3 separate regions of the Mus musculus genome follow, and all the other regions are linked to region 2. Evidence: chromatin contacts called from public Hi-C data. All regions are on one chromosome and are shown on one strand. The core of a region is the stretch at or near the end of the contact, and the rest is flanking DNA. Distances in the headings are between cores, read along the strand shown.

Evidence for each region. Hi-C and Micro-C count contacts between places; a contact is called where the count stands out from the background.
Region 1: a contact with region 2 is called in a Hi-C map of CD8 T cells, with 9 times the contacts expected there. The contact joins the promoter of Mrpl17 here to the promoter of Rpl27a in region 2. A contact is called at or near these places in 2 of 484 Hi-C or Micro-C datasets (B cells and CD8 T cells).
Region 3: a Hi-C map of CD8 T cells shows a contact between it and region 2, with 3 times the contacts expected there. The contact joins the promoter of Arntl here to the promoter of Rpl27a in region 2. A contact is called at or near these places in 2 of 484 Hi-C or Micro-C datasets (CD4 T cells and CD8 T cells).

Annotation. Positions count from the first base shown.
Region 1 is chr7:105,809,185-105,812,403 of GRCm38.p6, forward strand. Mrpl17 (mitochondrial ribosomal protein L17) reads right to left here and starts at 1,903. Exons shown (of 3, transcript NM_025301.2): 1 at 1,624-1,903; 2 at 1,266-1,334; 3 at 1-960. The coding sequence starts at 1,797. The coding sequence ends at 673.
Region 2 is chr7:109,517,896-109,521,021 of GRCm38.p6, forward strand. It overlaps Rpl27a (ribosomal protein L27A), which reads left to right and starts at 1,300. Exons shown (of 5, transcript NM_011975.3): 1 at 1,300-1,327; 2 at 1,690-1,753; 3 at 2,023-2,098; 4 at 2,573-2,747. The coding sequence starts at 1,325. It overlaps Snora3 (small nucleolar RNA, H/ACA box 3), which reads left to right and starts at 2,237; the gene lies at 2,237-2,356.
Region 3 is chr7:113,205,893-113,209,075 of GRCm38.p6, forward strand. It overlaps Arntl (aryl hydrocarbon receptor nuclear translocator-like), which reads left to right and starts at 1,573. Exons shown (of 20, transcript NM_007489.4): 1 at 1,573-1,752.

The DNA.
Region 1 (3,219 bases), core at 653-3,152, 3.7 Mb before region 2:
AAAGCAAAAAAGGAATTCCAACGGTGGGTCTCTATGCTGGACGTCAGCCAGTCACCATAGGAAGATGGTTTGGAATCAAGAGGTACAGGGCCCATCTAAATTAGTGTTGAGATAAGCAAACTGAGCCAGGAGGTAGTGCCCCATACCTTTAATCCTAGTACTGAGGAGGCAGAGGCAGGTGGATCGCTTAGTTCAAGGCCAACCTGGTCTACAAACAGAGTTCTAAGACAGTCAAAGAAACTGTCTCAGAAAAAACAAAACCAAAGCAAACTGGCACTGTGTGGTGGTGAACACTTGGGAACACAGGGACAGGAGGACTGCTGCATGGTGGATATAGTCTGGATTACACAGCAAGATCCCCTCCCCTCCAACAAACAAGCAAAACTAGACCTAGAATTTAGAACCTAAGTTGTGAATTTACTGTCTTAGGAGGCTGAGCATCTGGATGCCTCTTACTTTCCATAAATCCTAGGGAAGGACAAGAAAGTCAATATCTTATATTCATATTAAGACTTTTATCTTCTGTGCAAAGAGGATCGTGTGAGTCAGCAGGGAGGTCTGGGTCTCATTATGAGGGGGCTTTACAATGCTACTTCCAGGCCTCACACACTACACGAGCTCCAAGACCCACGAACACGGGCACCACACCTATGCACCACTCTCCAGCTCCAGTTAAGTCTTTGGTGTTTGAACTGTACAGGAGCTGTGGAGGCTTGCGTCCTGGTTATGGTGCAGGTCCTGCTGCAGTCCCAGGAGCAGCTGGTTTAGGAGAGTAAGGTTGCTGTCTCTGTGAGGCAGAGGCAGGGGAGGGAGGTAGTTCCCTTTATATTCTATCACCGCCATCTTGGCCCGATCTTGCTCCTTCCGATTCGGGATCTGTAGCATTCTTGTGTAGTTCCCATTCTGACCTTGGAACCGAGGCGCTAGCACTTTAAACAGCTTTGGGATCAAGTCCTTCTCCTAGATGGGGAGAGTTAATCAGAAAAAATAGTCACAACTGTAGAGGCATTTAACTATAGATTATTCCCAGAGGTAGGGTTCAAAACCATCTTCACAGGCTTTCCCACCACCCATTCAGGTACCAAGTTACACAGAAACACTTACAGGAAGTTATGCGGATGCTCATTTTACCCAAGTCAAATAAGAGAAATACGTGTCTAAGGTAGTTCGCAAGTCTGGTACATAAAAGAATGCCCTGCCTTCAATCTGCCAGGTACCCGGTTCTCTAAGGATTCCTTCCTCACTAGCAGGTAGGGAGCACTCACTGTGAGCCAGAAGTCAGCCATACGCATGGCTCGTTCGTTGGTGTCGCCCAGCTTTCCATAATCGATGAGCTGTGAGGACAAAACACATGGATGCAAGACGAGTCAAGAACCGAGGCGCCCACCTTACTCTTCTGTCTTACCTTCATCCAACCATCCCACCAGCTAAGCTAATTCTGGGCGCTCCTTCCTTCGGAGCCCCAACCAGCCTTCCATTTGCTGCGCAGGAGTGACGCGTTCAGCTGAGTGCCACACGGGAATTCGCTACCGTGGAAAGTTCTCCCAGCGTGGCCCTACTCCCCACACACGGCCAGAGCGGCGGTCTGAGGCTGGACCCGGCGGTGAATAGCTTGGCTCTCACCTTCTCCGCGTAGCCCCTCATCTCGTCCGCGCGTGCCCATGTCGCCTCGATGCGTTCGTGGCGAACTAGGCCCGTGAGCAAGTTCCGCAGCAGATGGATGCGGGACTCCGGACCCAGGCCCAGGCGGCGGTAGACGCGGCCGTGGGAGATAGCGGCAGCCAGCGACAACCTCATGCTCTCACCTCAGCCCCTCCTCTCGGGGGCCCGGAAAGGGAAACTCCGAGCTGTGTGTGCGCGCGCGGGGAGAGGGGGAGCAGAGGGGCGGAGGCACGTCTCAGAGGACGCATGCGCAGTAACTCGGCGCGTGGCTACCGCGTTTGCGCGTGCGCATCAGAGCCTGCCTAGCTGGCAGTCTGAGGGAGGGCGGCCCGACGTGTTGACGTTTCTGGAGCGACGAGCTGGGCGGGCCTCAAGGTCTGCGGTGCTCTGTGGCGAACTGGGATCTCGGCGCCCCCTGCCGGGTTTCTCTTGCACTGCGTCGGCTGGCTGGGGCGTTCTTGGAGGAGGCGCCTTCCGGGCGGAGCATGCCGGGAAAGTGAGTACCTGAGGAGAACTGCGTCAGAGGGGTGGGCCTGTGGTGGAATGTGGCGCTCTTGCCTGAGGAGTTGCAGTCCTGGCTGGTTTTGTGACGATGCCAGTTTAAACCCAGTCTTTATTAGTGATAGTGAGATAAATTATGTCCAGGAAAGCTGCAGGTATTATGTTCTTTTATTGACATAAATAAAAACCTAAGTTAGCACTAAAAGCTAAAGTAATGGACAAATACCTGACATTTAAAAAAAAAAAATTATTCTTTTCTCATACAATATACCCAGACTGCAGCCTCCTCTCCCATCACTCCTCCCAGCCCCCACTCTCCTTTCTCCCCTTTCTCCCCCTAGAAAAGAGCAGACCTCCTAGGGACATCAACCAAAGCACAATAAAACCAGGCACAAGGGGGTGGGGCAAAAAACAAACAAACAACAACAACAACCAACAAAAAAACAAAAACCAGGCACAAACCCTAACATCAAGTGTGGACAAGGAAACTCACTAGGAGGAAAAGAGTCCCAAGAGCAGGCAAAAAAGTCAGAGACATCCCATCTCCCACTATTAGGAGTCCTCCCAAAAAACCAAGCCAACAAACTATAACACATTTGCAGACAACCTAGGGCAGAACCTTGAGGGCTCCATGATTGCCCCTTCTTTGAGCTTCCATAAGCCCTGCTCAGTTGATTCTACAGGCTGTCCTCACCTGTGTTCGACCCCTCTGGCTCCCACAATTATTCTTCCTTGTCTTCTGCTGGGTTTCCCGAGCTCCAAGGGGCGGGACCTTATGTAGGCCTCCAACCCAGGTTCTTTCTCCTCTTAATGTTTGTCAGTGGGCCTCTACATCTCCCATCAGCTGCAAGAGGCAGCCTCTCTGATGACGACTGAGTTAGGCACCAATCTATGAATCTAGCAGAATATCACTAGGAACCATCTCATTGAATTTTTTTTATTTATTTTCGGCACTACAGTTTGGTTCTTCCCTAGGTCTCTGGGTGGATGAATACTTTTTCTTAAAAAAAAAGTTCTGTGTGTTTGTGTGTGTGTGTGTTCCCTTCCATTGCTCAG
Region 2 (3,126 bases), core at 50-2,549:
TTTGCAACAGGCAGAAAGAAACTGATATAGAAAGCTATAACCAATCAAAATGCAGAGGTGTGAAGTCCAGTCCCACTGGATAAATCTGTAAAACAACCCCTCCACCTAAGGCGAGGGAAAGACTGTAAGAGCCAGAGATCAGAGGCTTTACTGTGAAATTGTGTGTCCTAGGAGTGTAAGAAGCCACACCCATAGTATCACCAACAGGACTGCCTGAATAGGAGCTGAACAAGGACAGCCATAGATATGCTATTACAGCCCACACGAGAAAGTTCGAGACCATCATGCCTAGCCAATCGATTAGGAGTGTAACTCCAGCAGTCAGGAGGTACAAGGCCAGCCTTGGCTTCAGAGTAAGACCCTGTCTCAAAACAAATACAAGATCTTGAGGAAATGGTGTGGCTAAAGTCAAACTGCCCAGATTGTAATGGACTAAACACCGAGCAAGAAGCTAGCAGACAGACAGGATTTGCCCACTCTGCTTTCTGAGAGTTTTGACTAGAATATTCTTTAGTTTAACGGATCAAGTAAGAAACAATAAAACAGATTAAGGGGTTAGAATCTTGTGCACAAGTGTACCACTTTTGTTAGCAAGCAGGCTACACGCCAGGAACTCATGGATTTAAAAGGAAAACAAGCAAAATTGCCCAGTCCTGAACCCTTAGAGAATCTGGGCTCTATCGGGAAGAAAAATGTAACTTGGCAATTAGAAGTTACAAGTGTGATAGTTCGAGTAAACAAGTAACAAAACAGGTCCAAGAAGGTCGACACGGAAAATACTTGTATGAGGAGCACGCTGGGCTGGGAACCTCGGGTCCAGGGGAGTAAAAGCATACCAGCCAGAGTCTGGAGAAAATTCAAATGTGATGTTTATACAAAATAGTTACAGAATCTAGATCCCTGAAGCACAGAAGGCTGTTCAAATTTGGCAGGACATGAAGAGAGGACCAGAGCAAAAGAGAAGGGCAGTGTCCCTTTAAGGGACGTCAGAGGCCCTGCGGAAGTCTTGCCGATGCTCTGAGCCACCGCCATTGCTGCCCGGAGACAAAAACCAACCGCACCAGAAAAGAACAGTGCACTCCGACGATGACCGGCCGCAGCGGCGCTCGACTAGGGAGGAGCTACCGGGGCTTCCGGGGGCGGGCGCCACCGGTTCACCCCGCCCATCCACACGGAAAGGAAGAGGCGGGCGCCGGGAGCCGTGACGTCAGGAGCCCTTCCCGAAGCCGGCCTCCTGGCCGGAAATGAAGCATTGGTCCCGCCCCCGCGCCTGCTACCTCGCGAGACTTCGTGAGCTCCTCCCTTTTCCCTTTCTGCCACCGCCATGGTAGGTCTTCTCTTGGCCTCCGCTCCATCGCGGAGGGTCGGGGCTCTGCTTCCCAGCCTTTCAGCTGCTTGCTATGGTCCTAGTGGGTCTCCATGGCTGGGCGTAGCCTGCGGGGCGGGATGACCCACTCGGGTGTGGGGCGAGGAACGTGGGGCCGCGTGTTCCGACCAGAGCTGGGATCGCGTGGACGTGCGGGCCCGGGCGGCTGAGCACGCTCTGAGTCCCGGCCTCGGCTTAGCCGGTGCTCCAGAAGGCAAGTCCTCGTGTGCAGGCCTGATCCGGGCAGGCAGGCATTGCTGCCCTCTCCCCGGTCTCCCCATCCTCTAAGCAGGCCTAACCACTTTGCTGTTTTTCCCACGCAGCCATCCAGACTGAGGAAGACCCGGAAACTCCGGGGCCACGTGAGCCACGGCCACGGCCGCATCGGTAAGTGTGCGCCTCCTCGGCGTTTGGCCTTTGGAGTTTTGTTGGAAAGTAGACATCCGTGGGTGGAAGGAAACACTTGCAGTTCCCCTACTTTATGTTGGTAGCGGGGTGAGAGTTAAACACATGCCGCTGGGATGTGAAATGCCGTAAATGTTCCTTCTATCCCCGAGTCTTGATAAATCGGGCTTAGAAACGGATGGTAAACTGAGAGCAGGAATAAGGGCATGTGAGCAGCTATAAGTCACACAAGTTGCTTTGTGTGCCGACAGGTAAGCACCGCAAGCACCCAGGCGGCCGCGGGAATGCTGGAGGCATGCACCACCACAGGATCAACTTTGACAAATAGTGAGTGTTTTGGAAGTGGGGGCTGAAGGGGTGAGTTAGGACGGTGTCTCCCTGGAAACGGGCTTCTTACCATTTGGTATGGCTAGCTTTAGCAAGTAAACGCTGCACTTGAACTGAGGGGACCTGTCCGAGGCTAGAGTCACGCTCAGGTATTGCTTGTTGCCTTAGTGTGCTTAAGTCCTCGAAGAATAACTGCTGACCTTATTCACTGGCTGTGTGGACTTTCTGGCACAGTCAGTCACCAGGTTAGTGACATATGTCAAGTTAACCCATTCAAAGTTACGTTGCACCCTATTTAGGGAATCCTTTAAGGAGTGGGGGTGCTACTGAGTGACCTGACTTTTAGTTCAAAAATTGTATCTGGTGCCTGCTGTGTCAATGTTTACAGTAGTGAACACTTACACTCACTAGGAGACAACTACAAAGATAAGTTTTCTCAGTGAGGCTCTGAAGATGGTTGCCTTCCCTCCCCAGTCACCCAGGTTACTTTGGGAAAGTTGGTATGCGGCATTACCACTTGAAGAGGAACCAGAGCTTCTGCCCAACAGTCAACCTGGATAAACTGTGGACATTGGTCAGCGAGCAGACACGGGTCAATGCGGCAAAAAACAAGACTGGAGTTGCTCCCATCATTGATGTTGTTCGATCAGTGAGTGAACTGACTTGCCATTCGTTTTAAAAGATTTTATGTATATGAGAACACTCTTCAGAGAAAAACAACAGAAAAGGGCATCGGATCCCATTATGTATGGATGGTTGTGAGCTACCATGTGGTTGCTGGGAATTGAACACAGGCTCTCTGGAAGTCCAGTCAGTACTTAGAGCTGAGCCATCTCTCCAGCAGCCTGCCTTGTCACTCTTAATGGGACCTTTAATACACGGTCTTATTTGAAAGCCAAACCTATATATACATTTGGCCATTACCTATTAGAAAATTTTAGTAGAATTGTTGCAGGTGATTGAATTGGTCACATGCTAATAACTCTTCCTCTGCTTGGTTCCCACTTGTTTCCATTTCTAACAGGTTT
Region 3 (3,183 bases), core at 323-2,822, 3.7 Mb after region 2:
ACTCAGGGGAAGTGGGAAGTTACCCATGAAGTTCTTTGGTCTTGAAGCCAATTCACATTTCAACCAAGGCTGTGTGCCTTGCAAAGGGCTGGACATGGGTCATGGCTTTATAAGCATTGAAATGCTGCCTTGTGTCCCAGGAACCTGCCTGTCTAGAATTCATTCTATAGTCACACGAGCTGGTCCACTTCACATAAGTGAGTCGAGTGTTTTGATCCCATTTGTTCATGGATCCAGCCCACATTTGCAGAGTACTTTCTGGGTGTCAGCCCTATCCCCAACACCCCACCCAGGCCCCTCCAGCACATGCTAAAGGGGAGGGAGCACACATGGTTCAAAAAGGACGAAGTGGCCTTGCTATCAGGAAGTTTAACATTTAGAAGGTTTGCCAGTTGTTTGAAGGTAGAAACAAGACAACTTCTTTCCCTCTCCCCCTCTCTCTCTATTTCTCCCTCCCTCCTCTTCCTCCCCTCTCTCTGTCTCTTTCTTTAAAAATAAATAAATAAATCTCTGAGCAGGTGGTGCCTCGGGAGGCAAAAGCAGGCGGATCTCTGTGAATTGGATTCAAAGCCAGCTTGATGATCTACAGGAGTTCCAGGATAGCTAGGGCTACAACAGAACAACTAACCACCCAAACAAACAACTTTGCAACTTTTCTTTCTTTCCCGCTCCTTTGATACTTTTGCAAAGTACATTTGCTAGGGCCATGTCCATAACATGTAATAGAATCTTGCTCAGGTCTCACCCTGTGGCCCCGGCTAGCTCAGTACTCGCGATTATGCCCCTGCCTCAGCTTCTTGAGGGTTGGAATTACAGACTACGCCACCACCCCCGGGAGACTTCTCTTCCGATCGGGAATGACAGCTCCACTGGACGCTTGGAGGTCAAGAGAAAAAAAAAAAAAAAAAAAAAAAGAACGCGCGATCCGGTTAGTCGTCGGAAGGAAAAGTCTTCTAAATGCGCTAGCTATTAGCGCTGTGGTTCCGACTAGGACAAGCCAGGGGTTTCAGGAAGGTTCTGTCACTCTGTGTTCCTAAAATGTGGTTTCCTAGATGGAGCTGGAGAGGGATGGGCGAAGAGATGCGGCGTTTTCTCAGTGTTCTGCGAGCCAGGAAGGGGACGGAGGAGGAGGGAGAGCTGAGAGGCAGTCACTAGCCAGGGACGCGGCTGAGGAGCAGGGGACAACGGCGAGCTCGCAGAGTCCGCAACGCAGTGGCCTCAGCGAGCTTTAGACCTGAGGGGGAAAACCGAGGGCTGGGGCAAGAAATCCACAGAGCGTGCCAATTGGTCCACTCCTCGGGGCGTGTGCTTCTGTGCGCCAAATGATTGGTGAAGGGAAAGTAGCAGGTAAACCAGCCCTGCCGTCTTGCCATTGGTCAGAGGCTTTCCTATCGGTCACTCGATTGGCTAGCCTAACGCAGAGCAGAACGCGAATTGGTTTGGGTTGTCCGCCAAGACAACTCCGTTCGCTCTCTCTGATTGGCTAACGGGAAGAGGCAGGTATCCGGGCTGCGCGGCTCCTCCATTGGTGGGCGGGGAAGGGGGGTTGGGCACAGCGATTGGTGGGCGGGGGGCCGGGCCTGGGCCGGCGGGGAGCGGATTGGTCGGAAAGTAGGTTAGTGGTGCGACATTTAGGGAAGGCAGAAAGTAGGTCAGGGACGGAGGTGCCTGTTTACCCGCGCCGGACTTGCCGCCGCCGCCGCCGCGGGATCCGAGTGCGGGTGCGGGCGCGGGCGCTCGCAGCGAGCCACGGTGAGTGTCGGCATGGCTGCGGGCAGCAGCCGTCTCGGGGCGTCCCGTCGGGGGTCGCGAGTTCCCGGGCGGGCGCACCGCCCCCGCCCGCGGCGCAGCCGGGCCGCCGGGAGCCCTGCCCGACGTGCCCGCTGCCGGCCTTAAAGGGCCCGTGCGGCTCCCAGCCCCCACCTAGCCTCGGGGAGGCTGCGCCCCTTAAAGGCGCCGCTCCCGCGCACCCCCATCTTCCCCGCCTGGGCTGCACAGCGGGCGGGGGAGGACTGGGGGGACCCTGGGACGCTGTCAGCGGGTGCGCCCACCTTCCCCGCGCGGGCATCACCACCTGGCTCGGGAGGGGGCGGCCAGCGGCCTCTTAAAGAGACAGCAGTACCGGGTGGCAGCAATGACCCGAACCTGGGAAGAGCTCCGGGATACATCCCCGGGAGCTTCTGGATCCCCGAGGAGATGGCCGGGACGCGGGCAGAACGATGCTATGCGGCGCTTGCCTGGTCAACCCTTCTACACTTCTCCCTCGGGAGCCGGGTGGGGGCGGGGAGGGCGTCTCCGTCAAGTCGGGGAGTCCGTACTGGTACGTCCCTATGGCCTGTCTTGGGGCTGGCGCGGACCCCGGGAATCCCCTGGCTGGCTTGGACCAGGCCCACGGACAGCCGTCGGGCCTGCGCTGTCCGGTACCTGGGTGGTCCTGGAGGATGTGTCTTCCCCGTTGGGTCTGGGAGTAGGTACCCGATGGCGTGGGGACTGTGCCCTGTGCCCGGTAGGCGTCAGAGACCCAAGGAGTGCGCAGCAGAGGCTTCACTCCGATGCGGGTTTGACAGATAATCGGGGAAGAGGAAGGTTTCCACTGGAGATTACCCCAGTGTAGACAGCTTGGGGTGCTCGGGTTTGCAGGGAGAAGTCAAAGATAGAATTTTAGGCAGACTCGGGGCGCACATGGAAGCCATCCCCGGGGTCGCGTAGCGGGTTGTGTTCGGAAATGAGTGCGTTGGACACCGGTGTGTGTGTCTGTCAGAGTTGCGCTGGCCAAGCTGACATGATCGCCCCTTACCTGTTCGGGGTGCACCTTCTCCAGTCCTTTCCCTACATTTAGCCTAGTTTTGACCCTCTGACCCCTTGAGATCTGGCTCCTCTCCTGTCTTAAGTTGCTACTTTTAAAGTAAGAAATCATTAATCAAGTTTTCTCACCTAACTTCCAAAAATCAGAGACTGTAATCACGACCAATTACTTTTTGACAGTACCAGTATTGCCAAGATCTTCGTTGTGGGTTTTGTTTTTATGTCCAGGAAAACTGATCATTAAATGCTTTTTTTCCTACTGCTCTTGCTTGTCATTTTTCCTTTTCACATTTGCTGCTGTGCCCTCTTTCAATCTATTTTTACTTAACAACTATTATTTTTATTCTTAAGTTCCCATTGATACCAGGATCTGTCAAT